Linked DNA regions of Rattus norvegicus: region 2 is linked to region 1. Evidence: chromatin contacts called from public Hi-C data. All regions are on one chromosome and are shown on one strand. Each heading gives the region's core, a stretch centred on a gene start, on an enhancer-like site or on the middle of the called end of the contact. The rest is flanking DNA. Distances are from core to core; before and after follow the strand shown. Region 1 overlaps Hipk2 (homeodomain interacting protein kinase 2). Region 2 holds the start of Hipk2 (homeodomain interacting protein kinase 2).

Region 1 (7,085 bases), core at 2,459-4,958:
TAGGAAGTAGGACTCTTCACACTATGATTAAAGGACTGAGACAGATTTGGAAATGTCAAACCTTTGGTTCAACTGAACAATGAGGAAAGTCTCTGTTAGCTAGCACGTTGTGCTTAGTATATCTAACAGAGCTGCTCCTGGCTTACTTGGATTCAGTGTGAAAATACAAAAAAGGGGAAAGGGGGGGTCCTGTAATAACCTTTGAAAGTATACAGGTGCTGCTGTTACTTGAGCAGAGTCAATTTCGACATAGAGAGATACATGTCTAGAACCCATCATCTTAGACATCTTCCATATCAGTTCTACTGCCAGGTGCCAAGGATGGCTTGACCTGTAAGTGCCAATTTTACTTTTAAGTAAGGTAGTTTCCCAAAGGATTGTCTCAAAGTGTTCTCAAATCAGAAAAGGATTCCCTAAGAAAGGGAAATCATGATATTTCTCATTTATGAACACATATGAAAAAACTACTAATCACAATAGTAGCAAACTGAGCTCAAAAAGCTTGTCATCACACCAAGCACGGCATGATCAAATAAAGTTTTTTATAAATACAAGGATAATTTAACATTACAAAATCTATTAACATAACTCGTAGGAAATAAGTCACATGGTTATTCAAATAGATGAGAAAGTATATTTGATATATAGAATATTTAGTTAAAAGTTAAAAGTCTCTATTAATTACTTAGAGGAAATATAAAATGCATTATGGGAAATAGCGTCAACAATTTCCTTTAGAAAGCAAACTGGACAAAAGTAAAAGATCCCTGATTTAATCTGTTATTAAATACCATTTTGAACTGCCCTTTCAGTCCAGGATACATATGCAATAGAAAAAGTACAAAGATTGAAGATTAAGAAACAAAATTATTATTTATAACTACAAAAAAGACTTGTCTACATGGCAAATTCAAAAGGATTCACAAAAACAGAAGGCTAGTTACATGACAATCCCAATAGATCCAAATCCGCTATATGCCTATAGACAAAAAGCAAATAAACGAGTACAAGTATAATTAACAAAACCAACAAAATGTAAAGCATTTACTGCTTATTTTTATGTGTATTAGTATTTTGCCTGGATACATTTCTGGGCAATTTGCATGTGGCAGTGCCCACAGAAACTAGAAGGGGGGAATCATTGGGTCCTCTGAATGGGAGTTGTGAATACCCTGTGGGTGCTGGGAATTGAGCCTGGAGCCTCTGGAAGAGTCAGTGCTCTTAACTACTGGGCCATCTTTCTAGCCCACAAGTTAGCCTGCCTGCTTGCCTGACTGTCTGACTCCTCTCTTCCTTTCCTTTCCGTTCCTTTCCTTTCCTTTCCTTCCCCTTCCCTCCTCTTTTTCTCTTTTTCTTTCTTTTTCTTTTTATGGATAATTTATGGTAAAATGCATATGGAAAAGAAAAGAGACTAGAATACCTATGGAAATTTTGAAGAACTGTAAAAGAACAGGGCATTCCCTAGCAGATACCAAGACACAGTTGGTGAAGATTGGATATTAGAGAGGCCAATGGGCTACATGAGAGCCAGGAACAGACTTATTCAATTTGATGTCCTATAAACTAAAACAAGGAAAACCACTTCTAGAAACAAACTATTTGGAGAACAATTTGGGGAAGTCTTTTGGGACACTCCCTTACTTAGATGTAAAGCTGACACTAACAGGTCAAGCCATCCTTGATGCCCGGCAGCAGAGAGATGACATGGAAGTGATCTGAGATGGTGGGAAGTACGGACATTGGTGTTACATGTCTAGACTGAGTCTTGGTTCCGATGGTTCTGATATCTAGTTACTGTTTTTGTTTTAACACAGGTCTTACTGTTTGGTGCAGGATGGCCTAGACTCACTATATAGCCTAGCCAGGTCTTGAACTAATAATTCTCCTGCCTCAGCCAGCTGTGTACTGGTAGGATAGGTGTGTGCCCCATACATGGCTGCTCTATGGTTCTGAGCAAGTCCCTATGTCGGTCAAATAGTGACAAATATCTTTCTATGTTGTGAGGATTAAACAGATTAATTGTAAAGTGCCTGGCATAAAGAAAATATATTTGTCATTGGATCAAGTGTCTTTAAGGATTGGTTTCTGGTACTACACCAGTACTGTTAGTATAAATTGTAACCCTTTATACCTTTCCACTTTTCACCTTTGTGATCTTATTCTACAGTTAACACCTATATGGAAAGGAAAGGACAGGTCCAGCCCACAGCTTCTGCATATCTGTTTTCCCAACTCTACAAACGAGGGAATAATCTCCAGGGCTCTTTGGCTCTAAGAACCACTTCTATTTTCCAAGAAAGAAATTTGAGGCAAAGAGATGTTAACTGACTTGCCTTAGGTCATTGAGAATTGCTAGTAGATTTAGGCTTAAAACCTAGGTTTCCTAGATGAATTTGCTTTACAAAGGTACAATAATAATTTCCCTAGACTCCTAGACTATCTAAATTTCTTCTTGGGATTGTCACTAGACACTTAGTGGGTAATTCACATGGGGATCATGTGGAACATTACTAACGTATTCCAGTGTCCTGACAGACTCCTCCTGCTCATCACCAGGGAGTCAGCAGGAGACATGGATGATGGAATTCGAGCAATGCGGAGGAGACTTACCTGAGCAAGCAGACCTGGCTGGATCTGAAGAGGCTGAGCGCCCGGAGCCTGAGTGACGATGGGAACAGCATTTTCCATCCGCACTGAGTAGCCAGCGTGCTTGGAGGGAGAGGCCTGCAGGCCTGTTCAGTCATGGGTAAGGGACAGGAGGGAGGTCAATGACAGGGACCCCCAAGAGACCCATCCGGGCAGCTCAGCTAGCTTTACTGCACAGCCACGGGGCACTGCCTTTTAGCTTTTAACAAGTTAAAAGTAGTCCCCTACTCCCCACAAACACCCCCCACCCCAATATTAACGTTGTGTGGCCAAAACCAGGGCAGTTAAAATGACAAATTACAAGAGGAAACAATGGTTGCTGGCCATGGAGATAACTGAGTGTCACAGCAAAGGATGCTGGGGACATCATCCCTGCAGGGCTCCCTCTGCATTGTGTGGCTGGTATCTGAGTACCAGCATGTGTGCTTACATGGGTGCTTTGCAAAATCTGACCTTGAGCTTTCTGTGTAAAGTGTGACAAGTACATTTCATCTCTAGCTGCTTCAGGTTCACAGGAAAAGAGCCCGGGATCATGGCCAAAGGGGAGGCGGCCCTGGGAGGCACCATTCAGACAAATCTATATTCTCCACATGAAGTGTCAGAGACTGGCAATTTTCTACAGATAACGTAGGGAGAGCATTTCATGTGAGGAGAGTTGGAGCTGACATCAGCATAACAATGGGAGTAGACAATGGGCCTCTTTATAGGCAGCTGGCTAGAGCCACAGCTCTGCAGGTGCAGGGAACAACAACAAGTGGACTTGGTACTAGAGCATAAGTTGCATTGTTTCTAGGTTGGTGGCAGCGGGAGACCAGCCTCCAAATTCAGGGATAGCCACATTGCATCCTTAGGATGGGAAGGAAGAGGGCTTTCTTTGCTGACAGGGTGCATTCTGGGAAACAGCAGGGGCTAGAACCTTTAAGTGGTCCTGCAAGAACTGGTTTAGCTTACCTTGGAAGCCAGGGGGACACACGATGAGAGCTTGCTGGAAAGGGTCAGGCCGGGCACAAATTTGGGCTGTTCCCGTCTGCAGGGGCATGCTCCGCTGGGCCACTGCGGCCATGGATGCCGCTGAGGGCTGGTAGAGTGTAGATTGGTAGTTTAGTATGGAGACTTCGGGATTGGCTAAGGAAAGAGTGGCACTGGTGGAGGTGGGAGCCTAAAGGAATGATGGGGATTAAACAAAAATAAACAAAAATAAAAAATGAGGGAGGTGGTATGTTGGGAGACATGAATCTAAATCAAACACATGAATTTAAAGGAGAATAAACAAACCAAGAGCAAAAAAAGCAAAAAGAGGGGCAGGAATCCAGCTGAACTGTCATGTTTGTGGGACCCACACACCTGACTACTGAGAAGTTAGCTTGGTCTAGGAAACCATCTGGTTGAGGGGCTGGGATGTAGCTCAGTTAGTAGAGTGTTTGCCGGGCACGCATGGTACCCTGGGTCCAGTGCCCAGCACTGCACAAAACAGCTATAGTGGCAAATCACTGTAACCTCAGCACTCAAGAGGCTGAGGCTGGAGGATCAGAAGTTTAAGATTATCTTTGGCGATATACTGAGTTTGAGGTTCACCAGGGCTACAAACACCACCACCACCAACAACAAAAGAACCAAATTGTTTAATGAAAGTCTCAGTCTCTTTTCATCCTAGACAGGGAGGTTTGGGCTGAGAGTCTTTGTATTCCCCGGTTTCTACAATGGAATGTGATGATGGGGAGGGTGGGAAAAGCTAAGCCCCGCCCTTCTTCTCCATGCCTTAGCTTGGCTCCTCCAACTTGAGCGGTTTCAGATGCACTTGTACTGTGCTGCCAGCCCACAAACCCCACCCAACCTCCCCTCTGCTCCCGTGAGGTAGTTTATGCTTGGTAGACAAATCCTGGAAGAGGGTCCTCTGCCTGAGTCCTGTATAAACAGATCTTAGCACGTTAGTCTATGCACCAGAAGGGAAGCCCAGGCAGAGTCCTCAGATCTAACAGTGCTGTGTGCAGATACCCTCAGCACAGGGTAGGACCTGCTACTGTAAAAGCAGTAGATGGAAGCAGTAGATGTCAAACATTGGGATCTGTCTTTTGAAACTGAACTTCCAATGGAAGGAAACAGCTGTAGAAGGAAAGTGAATTCTTTGTTGGGAATTCTTTTGTTTCTCTCCTTAGCATTCTTCATGCTGATCTTTAAGCAAAGAGAGGCAGGAGTTAGCAGTGGCTTCAGAGGGAAGCTGTCTAGAAGGAGTTGTATGTAAGGAGTCAGTATTAAGGAGCAGGTGGGCGCTGAGTAATACTCATGTATGTTTTGGCCACACACACTTTAATAGTTTGGGGACTACTTTGAACTTGTTAGAAACTAGAAGGAAAGTGTCCCATGTAAAAGGACACACATGTAGAGAGAATTTCAAGTGGAGTTAATGTCAAATTTCATAAAAATGTCCAACCCTTGTTTTACTTTTTCTTTTTTGTGGTGCTTCAGAAATCAAACAAATCCAGAGTCTTGCATACACGAGGCACGTCTACCGAGCTATGTGGTCTTTTTATACTTAGATTCTGTGCTGGAATTTAGTTCAAGACAATACATTTATTTGAAAATGATTACAAATTCCTATGACACACTTATTTAGATTTTGAGCTGCATATTTTAACTGTGTATGCATTTTCAGCAGCCCACACAGTGCCTCCTGGAGGTATGGTGGGAGCCAGTGTCTGTGTACTGACCACAACACCCATCTCCAGTTTCCCCCACGCCATTATTCTTTCTGGCAATTCCTTTACCACATTTTCCACTGTCATTTCAGACACTACGAGCTCAGACCTCAAGGGTCTGCTGTTTGAAGTCAAGGCACCAATCTCTTCCCATTGGACTGGGCTTTCCCATCCTCTGATCAGTCACCGTGACCAATGCCTCTGCCTTCCAAATTTCCCTAGAATCAACGGATTGTTTTAGTTGTTCTCAGGTGCCCAGCGCCTGTAAGTCCCTGACTGGTGAGCCCCTGCTCTGTACTTCTTTCAGTTCTTGGGCACAGGATCAACTCTCTCTTTTAATTGTTAGAAACACGTATGTGTGTTTTACCAGCATGTGTTCCCTGAAACTGGAATTACAGAGTTATTACTGCGGGGCATTTGAGTTCTGCTCCAGGTTTAATAATAGTAAAGACACAGAGACATCTATGTAGTTTGAAGCTGTTGGCCTGTTTGTTGGAACAATCTCTCAGTTATCCTCTTACTTAAACCAACTTCTCTTCATTGTGCCTCTCTCCATGTGGCTCTCTCTGCCCTACCTCCCTGCCTTGCTCCCATTCTTCCTTCTCTCTCCCATGTCTGTCCTGCTGGTCAGTCTGCCCCAGCTCCAGCCACCAGCTCTTTATTCTGCAGAAGGCTACACTTAACTACTCCAGTTTGAAACAATCAGCAGCAGGACAACACCCAGTCCATCCTCTGAATTGCTTTTTGGCACTGAGGGCTGTACGACCTTCCTCACAGCAGTTTGCCTTTCTTTTTTTGGGCAGGTGAGGAAGAGACAAACATTTACATATCCCACTAGCCTGTGCTGACCAGCAACTAATAACTGAGAACACAGGGACACACGTTTTCATAGCCAGTAAACACAGTATTTGTGGGTCTTCCCAACAGGTTGTGAGCCACAATGTGGGTCTAGGAATTGAACTCAGGTCCTTTGGAAGAGCAGCCAGTGCTCTTACCCACAAAGTCATCTCTCTTAAAGACTACTTTGCACATTAGCACCCTGCTCTGCATTTAAGCACCTGTTTAGAAATTCCAGTAATGGCCTCATGAATGCTGTGTATGCATCTTGACCCAGTACCCTTTGCTCTCTATAGACCCTTAGGTACCCTCCTTAATAAATGAACATATCTATCTTTTCCTTCAAGACAGATTAGTCTAGTTGTTTTCCTAGCCTTCTGTGAATACAGGCTATTCATCTCATAGGAATCCTTCGGCCCAAAGAGTTATCTCTGAGCCTCTGTGCTTTGGTGCCAGCCTTGACACCAGGATTCCAAAGCAGAACTTTCCCTGACAGTAGGAATAAGCTATTTCTATGTGTTCGTGTACAGTAACCTGTGAGTGTGTGGCTCAACTTCAGCCACAGTGTGCTGATTAATCCTCCTTGGGAGACGGACTCATGGGGGAGGACTTGTGGTCCTCTGCCTGCTTGCCTTACCTGACCCTTATGTGTGCAGCCTATATCAGGATCTGATTTTAGCTTATGTATTGTTTCACCAGGAGTGGAACACATGTTATGATATGAGCACCAGTCCCCAGAGTGACCAGTAGGTACACTGAGAGTTTCCCTCAGTTTCTGATCCTGCTTAGGGATCAGCAGATGAAAGTGTGTGTGATGGTGTGGGTGACATTTTACCCTGTTCTCTGTGGTTCTTAAGAGCTGTTTTGGAGAGATGGCTCAGCGGTTAAGAGCACTGACTGCTCTTG
Region 2 (7,085 bases), core at 2,251-4,750, 140 kb after region 1:
TATTCTCACACGATCCAATAAAGGATAAATGTTCTGAAAAATGAGATACCAAAGTCATAAGCTAGATTCAAACTCTACTTTCTCTGATTTGAGTGTCCTGCCATCCTGTCCAGTACCAAAGATAAAACTAATGAGTTTTGATTCACTATTCAGATGTAACAACAAGGAAAACAATAGTTATGCTTTCTTATTTAAAAATTTACAATAAAAACACGGGCAAAGTTATTATAGATGATGCATTATAAAATTCATTTCAGGGAAGATGATGATTCAGAGTCTTGTTTCCTGGTTTGCATCTTGGTGGCTGTGTGTCTTCAGGTCCATCTGATGAGGGATTTCAGCATGTCAGTGTTTACAAGTCTGAATGTGGAAGGTTCTTTGGTTTCCTCCATACTGATCAACTAGCCTAAACTCGGAATTTAGGTCTCTCTAATTGGGAACCCATAGAAATACAAACCCCTGTGGTTGACCTTTGCACTACATACTGAAAAGACCTAGGTAAGCAAGTTGATGGAGAAATATAATCATAAGGCAAATGTTTAACCTTCTAAGAAAATACCCCCCTTTATTATAAGAAGTTTAACTTGATCAGAACCAAGTCACTGAAAACTACTGTGAGGTTTACAAAGCAACTCTTAAACAGTACTAGAAGACTGTTCACACTTTGCCACTTATTAGTTCATATTATCAAATGTGCTTTGTTTCAAAAACAGCACACCTGTCTAAAGTCCACATTCCAGCCTTCACTGGGTATTCGAGTCACACTCCATTTGAGAAATTCCAGTTAAAAAGTCTCATGTGTCATTAGACTCCTAAGAAGAATCATGTGGAACTATTAGGAGGAGAAATCCCTCCTTTGGAGAAGTCAGTAAGAAAAATCCTGTTCATTTAAGACACACAGACACACACACACACACACACACAGACACACACACACACACACACACACAGAGAGAGAGAGAGAGAGAGAGAGAGAGAGAGAGAGAGAGAGAGAGAGAGACCCGGGTTCTGGTTGAAATATAAAAATCAGGTTCACTGAATCCACAGATTGTCACTGGGGGTCAAGGGAGAGGTCACTGTAGTCTTGGATACACTCAGCACTGTGAGTAAATGTAGGTCCTCGAAGCATAGACCTTGACTATGGAGGTCATTTCTCTGTCTCATAGCATGCCTAACAGAAGTCTCTTTCAAAAAGACCAGTCAGGCCTGACTTTGGGGCTAAGTGACTCTGGGTTGGTGGAGAAGCAGTGCTGAGCAAGACTAGGAAATTCTAAAGATGTGAAGAGATGCTCTCCTGAAGAAGAAAAAAATCTACAAACAAAACAACAATTAAGAGAACCCACAGACAAGGCTAAAGAAAACCCAGGGTTGAAAGGAGGTGATGAACTAGGTTGCCTTGGAGAAAGGAGGGTTGGAAAGTAAAACTATGAGTGGAGACCTCTGAGCTCCACAGTTCTACATTGAAACACTTTACACACCTGTAATTCTTTTTCCGACATAATCACTAAAAGAACAATGTTCTAGGACTAACTGTGCTGGGTCTTACTTAGCCCCAGGGGGGTAGCCTACATTCCTCACGGATTTCAAATGAAATCAACCTGATAAATGAAGTTCCCTGGGTGGTTTTGTTCAAAGTTGACAAAATATGTCCCGACCCACCTACCCCAGCCTCCTGGAAGAGGAATTTTTATTCCTCTATTACAGTTGTGAATTCAATGCCAAGTTCTTTCTAAAATGCTCGCCCCGAGTGTCCAGCAGAGGGAGTCTCAAGGAGGTACTTAATAAAGAGAAAACTGTTTCATTTTAACACTCTAGACAGTGGGAGCTTTGACTGCAGCCCCCCTCCCCTAGACACAGATGAACAATGAATGCCCGACATGGGCTCTCCTACATGCTCACGTCCCCACTGGCATGTTCCTATTCTACGTGGTGGAGTGACCCGAAATTTTGTTTTGTTTTGTGGAACGGTTAAATAGACCTTGTGTTCTTCGGAATCAAAGAGGAAAGCCCCTGGAATAACATTTCTCTGTTGCTTTCTAAACAGCCCCTTTGTCTCTAAGAGACTCTGGAAAAAATATTTACAGTCCATAGGTTATTTACAGCCTCGTTATTCAGAGCCTGACTGGTAACTTTATTCCGTGCAGAAACCTAATTCATTCAGAGCCCTGGAACTAATAACAGATTTTCTTTTCAGATAAGTTTTTTTTTTTTTAAATCAGCCTCTCCTAACAGAGATAAAACTATTAATGAGATCCCTGTTTCACCCGGCCCAACAGTTCCCCGGGTTTAAAGGATTACAATCTCCCCTAGCCCCTCCTCTTGGTTCCTGGCGAACCCATTTCCCTCTCATTTGCGATTTCATCCACAGAATATCTGAACAAAACCGAAAGAAAGCCAGATGGACCCACGCTAAAAGTATGTAAAAGGGCTGCTATTTCAATGATTTCACGAAAGAAACATTTTCACGATGAAATAACTGAAAAAAATCTAGCACACTTTGGTTGAAAAATACCCCGTACTACAAGCACACAAAAACACATAGAAGTGTAAAAACTTAGTTGATTCCGGCTTGATTTTTCTCGCTGCAAGCTGACGGAACTGACTGAAGAGAACCGAAAGAGTGCGCGAGGCAGCTGTATCGCCTTACCTTTTCTTTCTTCTGAAGACAGCCAAATGGGAAAAAAAAATCAGCCAACGCCAGGTGAAGGTGCACAGCACCGATCTACCCAGGCCGAGCCAGAAAACCTTCTTTCGCCCCTCCCGCCCCCCCAAAAAAAAACCAAACTACATTTTCCCTTCCACACGCCAACTGCGGGGAGATTTTGAGCCTATTTCATTGTTCTGCCTGGGTCTGAAATGGACTTTTCATCTCAACCCTCTCTCATCGCTTGGCCCCTTTCAATCGGATTCCACAGCCACTACCACCACCACCACCACCCCCCAAAAAAATCGGAGGCTCGGGAAGAATAAAGGAGTGTGGGGTAGGAGTGGAGATGTTTGGAAAGGGGAGCAGAGAGGACGGACAAGTAGAACGGAGATCGTTTAAAGGTAATGGGGGAGGACCGCATCACCTTCATTTATCGCAAATAAACAGAAAGCAGTCACGGATCCGTCTTTTCCCACACGCCGCCCCCATTTCTTTTCTTTGGGCAGCAGCCCACCGGCACACACCCCCCAGCCACCTTCTCTGCCCTGGAAATAAGATCCTGCTCCAGGCCGGCTCCGGTCCCGTCTGGGCCCGGGATGGGAGCACCCGGGAGGGTCGCGAGCCCCCAGGACCAGGGCCCGGGGCTGCGGTCCGGGGCTGCCGGGCAAGGGGCCGCGGGCAGAACAAAGCTACGGGGGCCGCGGCTGGTCGAGCGAGCAAGGAATCGCGGGCTGGGCGCCCCTTACCTTCGTACACGGGGGCCATCGGGGCCGGGGTGTCCGCGGTTCATGGCAACGGAGAAGGGAACGCGGCGCGCGAGCTCGGCCCCCTCAGCCTCAGTGGGAATCTGCCATCTTGAGCCTGTGTCTCCGCTCTCGGCGCAGCCCAGGCCGCCAGCGCCCGCATCACCGCCTCACTTGGCCGGCGCCGGGGGAGGGGGCCGGGCGGGCGCGTCGCCGCCACCGCCGCCGCCGCCGCCGCCGCCGTAGCCGCGGCCCGGGCCCTACGCGGGGGGCTCGGCCGGCCCGGGGCGGCTAGGGCGCCGAGGCCAAGGGCCGGGCGGGTCCGCGAGGGCGGGAGCCGGGGCGGGCTGCGGCGGCCAGGGCCCGGGCCGGAGCTCAGCTCCGCATGGCTGTGAGGCGGGGGCGCCGGCAAAAGTTGCCCGTGAGGAGCAGGGGGGAGGGGGCGGGGGCGGGGCGGCGCGGCCGGGCGCGAGCGGGCGGGCGGGCAAGCGCGAGCGAACGAGCCGGGAAGAGCCCCAGGGAGTCCGCGCGCAATCGAGCGCCGATGGCACGGATGCGAGGCGGGGAGGGCCGAGCCGAAGGGCAGAGCCCGGCGTCGGCGGGGGCCGAGCGCGGCCCGAGGGGAGCCGAGCGGCCGTGCGAGCCGGGCTGTGCGAGAGCGCGGTGCGCTGGCCCGTAGCCGCCGACCGGAGCTCCGCGGTGGAGGCGGCCACAACTTTGTGTGTGCGTGCTTGGGAGTGCGCGCGTGGGTGTGCGCGCGCCGGCCGGGCCGGGGAGCGCGATCCGCTGCCGCCGTCAGCGGTCCCGCTGCCGGGCAAAGTGTCTTCGCCCCAGCGCGTGCGGGCTCCGTTCTAGCCTACAGGCGAGGGAAATGAATGGAGGGAGTGGGCGCGTCGTCCTCTCGGGAGAATGTCTAGGGAGCCCCCTGAACGCCCCGGGAAAACGCAACGTCAGGATGAACGCCTGACCCCGGTGTTTGGGGAGCCCTCTTCTCCATCATCCGGGTGGAAGGGTCCCACCTAGCGGTTCCGGGGTTTTGCTTTTTTCAACTTACTCGGGCCGGGGCGAAACGTTCTTTAAACTCTCAAAGCCTGAATCCCTGCCCTGGTTTGCCTCCCCAGTTCGCTTCTGAATGTCAGCACAGGACGCCCTGCCTCTGCCTCCAACTTACGAAAACTTGTTGAGTCTTGATACATGAATAGATCATAAAAGAAATTAAGTGGGTGACAACAAAGCTTTTGAAAAGCCAACAAAATGTAAGAATCTAGCAAAAAATATTAGAGCCCATTGCCCTTAGGGAGGTTGATTGTTGTCTCATAAAACCTTTACTTTCAGGTATGAATACTGGACACCTGATGTAAACTGTATTTCCTACCTGTAGTTCATAGATCAAAAACAGTTTAAAAGCTATCTTGAGGGTGGGGGTGTAAAATGATGGCCTATAACTCTACAGAACTTTCTGTAAAACAAGCCATTGTTTTCCTTTCTTTTTAAGACCATTGTTTTCTCACTATCTTAGCATCTTCTGGATCCCGTGCTCATCCTCCTACCAAAATGGAAAGACAAGCTAGCTCCTGCATACTCTTAGCTGGCTTTGTTACTGGAAAGTAATTTTCTCTTCATTTTGGAATGGTCCTTGACGACCATCTTCTTTGCCTCAATATTTAGCAGTGCTTTCCTTAACCTAAAGTCACTCACATTTGTAGACTCTTAGAGGGGAGCCTCAGAAGTCATCTGGGTCTGCCTTGCCTTTTTGTAGTCTAAGGAAAGAAGCCCGCAATAGAAAAGATATTGTCCAGTGATACAAAGTATTGAACCTTAACCTGGGTCTTTAGGTCTCCCATGCTGATCTTCCCTCGCATCCTTCATTTGCCCCTTCCTTTCTATCTCCTTGTAATCCTTAAGTGGTCTCCTGAGATTTGTTCATGGCCAGTTGCTCCTAAACACTGCCACTCTCTTGTATTGAGTGGTTCTGGCCACTCCATCTTCCTGTTCCTATCCTCTAAAGACTTGCCTTCATCTAGTGCTAAGTCTCTAAGTTCCTTGGCTTTTAGTCAAGACAGACAGGTTCCAACTTACCTCTCCTAGGACATGATTTCAACAAATCACTACCTCTCCAGCCTGACTGGTTTACCTGTGCTCCTCTGCCAACCTTGCTCATCTATGCCTTTGCCCAAAATGTCACATTCCCACACGTGGTGCCGTCTCTCTTTAAAGAATTCCTACCTGTGGGTTGGCTCATTTCTTTCACAAAACAACCTAAAGAATACATGAAGAAGACAAGCCTGAGTTCAAATACCAGCTCTCCACTTGGCAAGTGTATAAACTTGGTCTCATTGCCTGACCTCACTGAGTCTTGGTTTCCACATCTTAATTATAATAAGAATATTAGTGTAGATAGTATGCTCCCCTGCACCCATCAGTTTCTACTCCACCTTTACCACATAGTATGCAATTGCTTGTTGCTTCCTTTGCCTCTTCCCATGCTGGTCAACAGAAATTTCTGCAGTGTTGGGAGTTTCCATCTGCTTGTGGCATTGAACACATGATGAAATGCAGCTACTGACTGAGGATCTAAGCATTAATTTTAATAGGCACACGTGGCCAGTGGCTACCATGTTGGGCAGTGTATCTCTGCCTATACGCTCAATGAAGGCAGAAACCACATAGGTCTTAACATCTTTTTTTTTTTTTTCTATTCTTTTTTCGGAGCTGGGGACCGAACCCAGGGCCTTGCGCTTGCTAGGCAAGCGCTCTACCACTGAGCCAAATCCCCAACCCCAGGTCTTAACAGCTTATCCCTAGCCTGATACATGGTAGGCAATGGGAGATAATGGCAACTTACTTCATCTTCACCTCTATCAGCACATCGATTAGGAAGTTGATTTTTTTTTATAAAAACGTGTTTCTTATAGCTCTCACCACTGCTTCTGAGGTTAGATTCAAGAGAATTTGTTTAAATAGTAGGGGTTCAAGAAGTAATGATTATGGGGCTGGAGAGATGGCTCAGAGGTTAAGACCACCGACTGCTCTTCCAGAGATCCTGAGTTCAAATCCCAGCAACCACATGGTGGCTCACAACCATCTGTAATGGGGACGGGTATGTCTGAAGACAGCTACAGTGTGTTTATATAAAAGAAAGAAAGAAAGAAAGGAAGGAAGGAAGGAAGGAAGGAAGAAAGAGAGAGAGAATTAGTATTCTAAACACCTCCCTATGACCAGCCCCACTGATTTTCATTCCCTGGGATGACCCTCCTTTTGGTGTAAATATTCTACCCCACACTGTGCTGACAGCTCCTTGGGGCAAACTCACCAGCACACTTCCTTGGATAGCCCCCACCTAGTACTTGTTCCTGATTAGTGATGGTCTCTAACTCCATCCAACATGCTGGTGAGCAGCAGATAATCTGGGTAGTCTTATTTGTTATTTTCTGGAATGCTTTCCAGATACACACACACACACGCACACACACACACACACACACACACACACACACACACACACTGCAATAAAATGAAAGCAGTAAAGAAATAGAGTCTCAAGAAGGAAAAGAAAGCATGAGGGAATCCTATGGGTAAGACATCCACCTCCTTTTTAGGCCACTGTGAGCAGAGCTGTCCCTTATGGACACATAACTTAAGTTGAAGGAAAAAAAAAAGCCAGTTGAGCTAGCATTCTTGGTATCAAATAGCTG

What was found. Hi-C and Micro-C count contacts between places; a contact is called where the count stands out from the background.
Region 2: a Hi-C map of frontal cortex shows a contact between it and region 1, with 3 times the contacts expected there. The contact joins the promoter of Hipk2 here to the enhancer-like site in region 1. A contact is called at or near these places in 5 of 12 Hi-C or Micro-C datasets (Schwann cells, frontal cortex, liver and 2 more) and 1 of 1 datasets of contacts at active chromatin or transcription factors (oligodendrocytes).

The regions. Positions count from the first base shown.
Region 1 is chr4:68,440,628-68,447,712 of GRCr8, forward strand. It overlaps Hipk2 (homeodomain interacting protein kinase 2), which reads right to left. Exons shown (of 15, transcript NM_001108622.1): 8 at 3,598-3,805; 9 at 2,611-2,732. Among named protein-coding and RNA genes, the nearest start is that of Clec2l, 79 kb to the left of the region's middle. Within about 2 kb of position 3,709, at least 44 of the 93 cell types and tissues checked have an H3K27ac peak or open chromatin away from gene starts, as enhancers often do.
Region 2 is chr4:68,582,608-68,589,692 of GRCr8, forward strand. Hipk2 (homeodomain interacting protein kinase 2) reads right to left here and starts at 3,501. Exons shown (of 15, transcript NM_001108622.1): 1 at 3,394-3,501. The coding sequence starts at 3,412.